Linked DNA regions of Sus scrofa: region 1 is linked to region 2. A link is a contact called in public HiChIP or PLAC-seq data. All regions are on one chromosome and are shown on one strand. The core of a region is the stretch at or near the end of the contact, and the rest is flanking DNA. Distances in the headings are between cores, read along the strand shown.

The links. HiChIP or PLAC-seq counts read pairs in DNA pulled down with a chosen protein or histone mark.
Region 1: an H3K27ac HiChIP or PLAC-seq map of alveolar macrophages shows a contact between it and region 2. The contact joins the promoter of HMBS here to the promoter of TRAPPC4 in region 2. A contact is called at or near these places in 1 of 5 promoter capture datasets (skeletal muscle), 5 of 47 Hi-C or Micro-C datasets (embryonic fibroblasts, heart right ventricle, liver and 2 more) and 2 of 2 datasets of contacts at active chromatin or transcription factors (alveolar macrophages and skeletal muscle).

The regions. Positions count from the first base shown.
Region 1 is chr9:46,298,732-46,301,948 of Sscrofa11.1, reverse strand. It overlaps HMBS (hydroxymethylbilane synthase), which reads right to left and starts at 1,855. Exons shown (of 14, transcript NM_001097412.1): 1 at 1,716-1,855. The coding sequence starts at 1,748.
Region 2 is chr9:46,240,725-46,244,141 of Sscrofa11.1, reverse strand. It overlaps TRAPPC4 (trafficking protein particle complex subunit 4), which reads right to left and starts at 1,946. Exons shown (of 5, transcript XM_003129918.4): 1 at 1,439-1,946; 2 at 1,101-1,275; 3 at 1-95. The coding sequence starts at 1,613. It overlaps RPS25 (40S ribosomal protein S25), which reads left to right and starts at 1,968. Exons shown (of 5, transcript XM_003129920.3): 1 at 1,968-2,109; 2 at 2,341-2,436; 3 at 2,925-3,108. The coding sequence starts at 2,107.

The sequences.
Region 1 (3,217 bases), core at 606-3,105, 58 kb before region 2:
CCTTGAGTTCGGCCTCTGGTTTCACCAAAAAAGAAACATTGGGAAGTCAGAGACCAAGCCAAGAATTTAAAATGGATATGCCTCTTCTTCTTGCAAGGGCACCTTGGACAATGGTATTCAGTGCCAAACAGGTAGAACTCAGTTCTCCAGTCTGAGATGCTATTTCTTCCTAGATCAGACAGTAGCCATCAATTTTCTCTATTCTGGGATCTTCATCCTATGGAGTTCTTCTGCAGTAGGCGCTTCTGTTGCTGGAGAAGGTGACAGCTGGCAGCTCTTGGACTCTATAGTCTAACTCATGGTTATCACTTCTCCAATAAATAAAACCTAGGGGACCCTGAGCAAACTAGGCTAGGCCTAAAATGCTAAAAATTCTGGGCTACAGGGAGCCCATAAAGAATCCAAAGTCCTAGAAACTGCTAGGTTTAAACAGTCCCTTAATTTCTCTGATTTTTGTTTTTTTGCTTTTTTAGGGCTGCACCTGCAGCATATGGAAGTTCCCAGGCTAGGGGTCAAATCAGAGCTACAGCTGCTGGCTTATACCACAGCCATAGCAACAGCAACTCAGGATCCAAGCCTCATCAGCAACCTACACCACAGCTCTACAACACTGGATCCTTAACCCACTGAGCAAGGCCAGGGATCCAACCCGCATCCTCATGGACACTAGTTGGGTTCTTAACCGTTTGAGCCATGACAGGAACTCCTGATTTCTTTGATTCTGTACAGCATGTTCAAGTCAAATTGTTCCAATGAAACTTACCTAGTGAGCATGTATATGCTAGAACTATTGTTTTTAATCTTCATAACAACCTCTGAGGTAAACAGGGCAAGCATCTCTGGGAATATGTTACAGAAGCAAAGATTGGCTCTGAGGAGCCCAGCGATCTGCTCAGGGTCACATGCTTAATCATGGGCAGAGAGCTGAAACTAGAATCCAGACCTTACTACACCTAGTCCAGCACTCAGGAATGTCTGCAATGGCAAAGAATACTGCTACCAGCAGGTAGGACAGGGAGAGATAAGCTGCTAGCCCACCCCTTTCTTATCTCAGGTTGAGGTGGGCCTCCACAGGCGCCAGCCAGTTTGCCTCTGCACAAGCCCAGTGGTGGCACCAGAGGTTGGGAATAAGAAGATCCAAGGGAGCTCCCACCTCCTTACATTGTAGTAACCTACGATGTGTCATGGATCGGGACTTTGAGAGTAGGCTGGGGCAGGGTGAACGTGAAAAGAGAAAAAGAGAAGGTGCACTTCTAAGACGTTTGTGTGCAGATTTCAGATTTCAGGGTATGCTCTCTTCTCTGGATTCAAAGTGGAACATCTTCCCAAAGTGGGTGAATCCCGCCTCGGACCTGTCTCACGTGAAAAGATCCAGGGAGGACAGCACCCTGTCTCGTGCAGACGAAGTTTCCTGGGTTGGGTAACTAAATCTAGAGCCCGAGGTTGCCAAACCTGATGGAATCCCATCCAGATCGCTGCGGGAACGGAGTTCCGTTCGAGACAATCTCTCTTTTAGGCCCGCCCCGATCAGCAGTGATTTCCCCCGCTAAAGGCAACCCAGCCGCTGGCCCTTTAAAAACTGTTCGAATCAGAAAAAAAAAGAGAGAGAGATAATCGACCCGACCAATAGACGACAGAGGTGGCAACTTGGGGCCAATCGTTGCACCGCTAGTGCGGAAGCCCGAACTTGCGAGGGTCACCGGCTCAGGACTCACCGCCGTTGCGGCTGCGTTGCCGTTACCAGACATGGCCGTGCGCGGGAAGTAGGCCGGGAGCTGCCGCCAAGGGTCCCCTAAGGTCCGCGGAAGCCGAAGGTCCCGGCTGGCGGACACTGGGCACACACAGGGATCAAGCTCCTTCTGCAACCACACACTCCCGGCGCTAAGGCCTACGTAACTTCCGGTATCGCCCCCTAGGGCGGGGCCTCCCCTGGGCGCGAATTAGAAGGGTTGCAGCAGAAAAGACCATACCTTGGGTTACCGCCCCTACTCTACCAGGCTGGCCCCCGTGTCTTCCTCGTTTGAGACCTAGGTCCACCAACAGTTCGTTTCTGCTTTCGCCTAGACCTCGTTGTGAGCCAGGAACACCGATGGTCACGGGTTAAGATATGCTCCCTAAATGTAGCCACAAAATTAGTTCTTTGAGTACCTCCTACCACCACCCAAAGGGATCAGTTAAGCCAAAGGTAGGCGGACCGAGAGGAGGATTTTAACCCTACAATGCTGCGTTGGAAGTAAAGGCTCCTTGAACAATTTATGAGGCCCCTAAGCTAGATTCAACAAGGACAAATAAAAGAGGCCTGCTGGAATTCCCGTCATGGCGCAGTGGTTAACGAATCCGACTAGGAACCATGAGGTTGTGGGTTCGGTCCCTGCCCTTGCTCAGTGGGTTAACGACCCGGCGTTGCCGTGAGCTGTGGTGTAGGTTGCAGACGCGGCTCGGATCCCGCATTGCTGTGGCCCTGGCATAGGCCGGTGGCTACAGCTCTGATTCGACCCCTAGCCTGGGAACCTCCATATGCCGCGGGAGCCGCCCAAGAAATACCAAAGAAAAAAAAAAAAGAGGCCTGCTCCTGAAAGCTGTTCATCCAGAATTCTACAGCTTGACCTCCTCAGCTGTGGCACAATTAGTGCAGTTTGTGTGATACTGCTTCTGCTACAGCCTGAAGTAGGGAACATTTTTGGTCTTTTTGCCTTTTCTAGGGCCGCTTCCCGTGGCAATATGGAGGTTCCCAGGCTAGGGGTCGAATCAGAGCAGTAGTCACCAGCCTATACCAGAGCCCAGCAACACGGGATCCGAGCCGCGCCTGCGACCTACACCATAGCTCACAGCAAGGCCAGATCGTTAACCCACTGAGCAAGGCCAGGGATCGAACCCGCAGCTTCATGGTTCCTAGTCGGGTTCCTTAACCACTGCGCCACGACAGGAACTCCCCAACATTCCTGTTTTTAAAATGAGGAAACTGGCTCAGAAGTCAAAGGTCATGACAAATAACTGAATTGGGGATTTAACACATTGTTAGTGTTATTGAGAACAGGGCTTGTTAGAAAAAGTGCTCAACTCACTAACATTACTAATAGCCACACATTCACTACTGTACAAAGAACTGGATACCTGTCATTCATACCAGCCCCTGAGAGTTAAAGGATTCCAGCCTTGATTTATCTGCTGCTTTCAAAAGCACCTGGTATTTGACAGAAACGTTCTGCAGGTATGC
Region 2 (3,417 bases), core at 697-3,196:
TTTGGAAGCAGTGCAGTTTGAATGTGTCTGTCTCCAGCATCTCAATGCCTGAGCTGCCCTGTTCAGGAGACAGCTGGGAGCCGATTGCGAACAGCCTATGTGCAAAGGAGGCAAAGCTGGGAATGTACCTCCTATAAGGAGGAAAGCTTCTCAAACTTTCCCGCTGAGGTGACTCTTATCTGCTGAGGAATTCACACTACAGCCTGAGATCATCGGAAGAAGCAGTGAACGCCTAGCAGCGGTATCAAAATTTCTTAAAAATTCATTTGAATTCTGCACGTTTTACATTTGTACTTTGCTACAAAACATTTACAGTGAAAAATTTTGAGGAATTCCCTGGTGGCTGAGCAGTTAAAGATCTGGCATTGTTACTGCTGTGGATCTGGTTGCAGTCATCACTCGAGTTCAATCTCTGGCCCAGAAATTTCTGCATGCCGCCAGTGCCACCAGAAAAGAAGAAAAAACTGGGTAAAAGTAAGTCTGGGAATATGTCCCATTGTTTACTCACGCTGTGGCTAACACCAGAGTTGACAGCTAGAAAAGACCTTAAAGATCATTTAGTTCAACTGCCTTTCTTTTTTCTTTTTTTGCTTTTTAGGGCCGCAGCCCAGGCATATGGAAGTTCCCAAGCTACAGGTTGAATCGGAGCTACAGCTGCCGGCCTATGGCCTAGGCCACAGCCACAGGAACGCAGGATCTGAGTCACATCTGCCGCCTACACCACAGCTCAACGCCAGATGCTTAACCCTCTAGAGGCCAGGGATCGAGCCTGCAATCTCATGGTTACTAGTCGGATACGTTCCCGCTGCACCACAACAGGAACTCCCTCAACTGCCTTGCTTGAAAGATGAGGAAACAAAGACTCAGAAAGGAGAAGCTGACTTATGCAAAATCATACACCACTACCAGTATTACTTAAAGCCTAGATATATTGGATCAGTTCTTTTCATTAACACAAGAACTGACGATTTAGAAGTAGGGACGTAGGGAAAGGTAAGCACACCGCTCAGTAGTCTCTGAGCGCAGAACCACAATAATTCAGCCAGTCTATGAGCCGAGTGCAGACGGATGGAAGCTAGCAAGGGCTGGGGGTAACTTACGAGTGGAACATGGAGGCCAGCATGAGCTTCTCATTTGAGGTGAGGCGAGGCCGGCCGAATCGAATGGACACCGGGTAGTTAGCAGGGTTGCCCAGGTACTCCAGCACCTCTTTCCCATCGGCCGTATATTTACCATTCACGTCCACACCATTGATGGCCAGCACTGCGTGGCCCACTGCAGAGGCGAGGCTAAGTGTCAACAACGCCTCAGCCTGAAGATCCCTCCGGGGGGACAAGGGACCTGGCCCCAACTCTTCGCCCCCTCCACTTCCAACACAGAGACACCAGCCCACTCTTGCAGCACCGGGCCCCGCCCCCCGGGCCCGAGCCTAACCCACCCCGGATGCCGTCGCGCTGGCCGAAGGCAACCAGTACACGCTCGTCGTGCAGCTTGAGCAGCAGATCAAGAGGGTAGCTAAACGTTTTCTCAGCCTCGGCCCGTGGCGTGTAGCTGTCCAACTGGTAAATCAGGCCGCCAGCTTTGTTCACCACATACACACTGAAAATCGCCATTGCTGCCGCAGCGACTGCGGAACTGGGATTCGGCCTCCTCCTCCCAGCCCCGCCCCGGAACCGCAGCACGCGACACGCCCCTGGCCTCTGTTCCCCCTCCCGGTTGCAGCGTGCGGCTCGCTGCAGCGCTTGCGCACTGGGGCAACGCTTGGGTGTCAGTAACGGCGGAGATAGTTGCTGGACCTAGGAAATTGTTTTCCATCCCCTTTTCCTGGCCTTTAGTGCCCGGAAGTAGCAACGCGTCACTGCCTCACGCGTAGCGGCAGAGCCTAACGAGAGCGCGCGGCTGTGGAGCGGACACCTATATCGCTCAGGCTACTTCCGGTCCTGAGTGTCAGCTGCTCCCCGGGACTTCCTCCGCGTGGCTCCGCCCTTTGCCCCGGAAGCGCTCGCTGCGGACAGGGGTTTCTGGGCCTCTTCGCAAGCCGTGCTTCCTTTCTGTCCGACATCTTAGCGAGGAGGCACTACTGGTAGCTGCTCTCCCGGCTTCGCTATGGTGAGCCCAAGGAGAAGCCGTGTGGTTCTGGGAGCGGAAGGTGTCGGCGCACGGTTGACGCGGCATCGGAGGAGGGCTCCAAGAATTTCTTGCCGCGTCTCAAGGCGGGAGGGCTGTTAACCTTCCCCCATGTGCTCCGGCTGTGGGGTCTGGGCGGGGTGGAGAGCACAGGAGTAGGAGTAGCATGAGGCTGCCTTAAGAACTGGTTGTGTTCCCGCTTTTCTTCTACAGCCGCCCAAGGACGACAAGAAGAAGAAAGATGCCGGAAAGTCGGCCAAGAAAGACAAAGACCCAGTGAACAAATCTGGGGGCAAGGCCAAAAAGAAGGTAGGATGTGCCCCTCCTTGAACACTGAGGGAGACTGGGAGCGCCCATCTCCTCTTGGTGTACTAATAAGTGATATGTGGCAAGTGGCTTGTGAGGTCGTGGAACAAGTGTGTATGGAGATTTTTATTCCTATATCTAGCATCTAATGTTATTTTAATCAGACTCGTGGGGCTCAGCTGGTAGCGGAAAGTTTCCAAGATAATGGTCCCCACCCACCTCCAAAACATAATGTACCTTTGGTGTGCTTAACGGTAACCAGGTCTTTTTTATTTTGAATCCTGATTTTGTAATATTTGAATATTAATTTGAGAGTTTCTGCAAGTGCTGCGGTAGATTTCTGCAGGCCGAGGAATAAAAAGCTGTCCTTTCAGTATAGCCCTACAACTGTGTCAGATTTCTCTGACACAGGTTGTTCGGGAGGAGGGAAAGACCAATTGACTGGTTCTTTGATGAGCACTGACTTTTTCCTTTTTTTTTTTTGTGAGCAGAAGTGGTCCAAAGGCAAAGTTCGGGACAAGCTTAATAACCTAGTCTTGTTTGACAAAGCGACATATGACAAACTCTGTAAAGAAGTTCCCAACTATAAGCTTATAACTCCAGCTGTTGTCTCTGAGAGACTGAAGATTCGTGGTTCTCTGGCCAGGGCAGCCCTTCAGGAACTCCTGAGCAAAGGTGAGAGTGTTGCGTTGTATTGGTGTGTATGCTCTTGCACCTTAAATTGGCTTGACCTGTTCTTTTAAATGCAAGAGGTGCAGGCAGACCGGTGATTGTGTAAAGCAGGGTTCTTAGCCATTTTTGTGCCATAGACACCTGTGGCAGTTTGGTGAAGCTTTGGGATCATTTCTGTTTTCAGGTGAGTAAAACACATAGGATTACAGAGGAAGCAGTTATACTGAAAGAAGGCTATTAAAATATTTTAAAACTTTTATGGTAAAATGTTTAAATTGAGTGGTGAGTCTAATTACTGTAATTTTATATTAG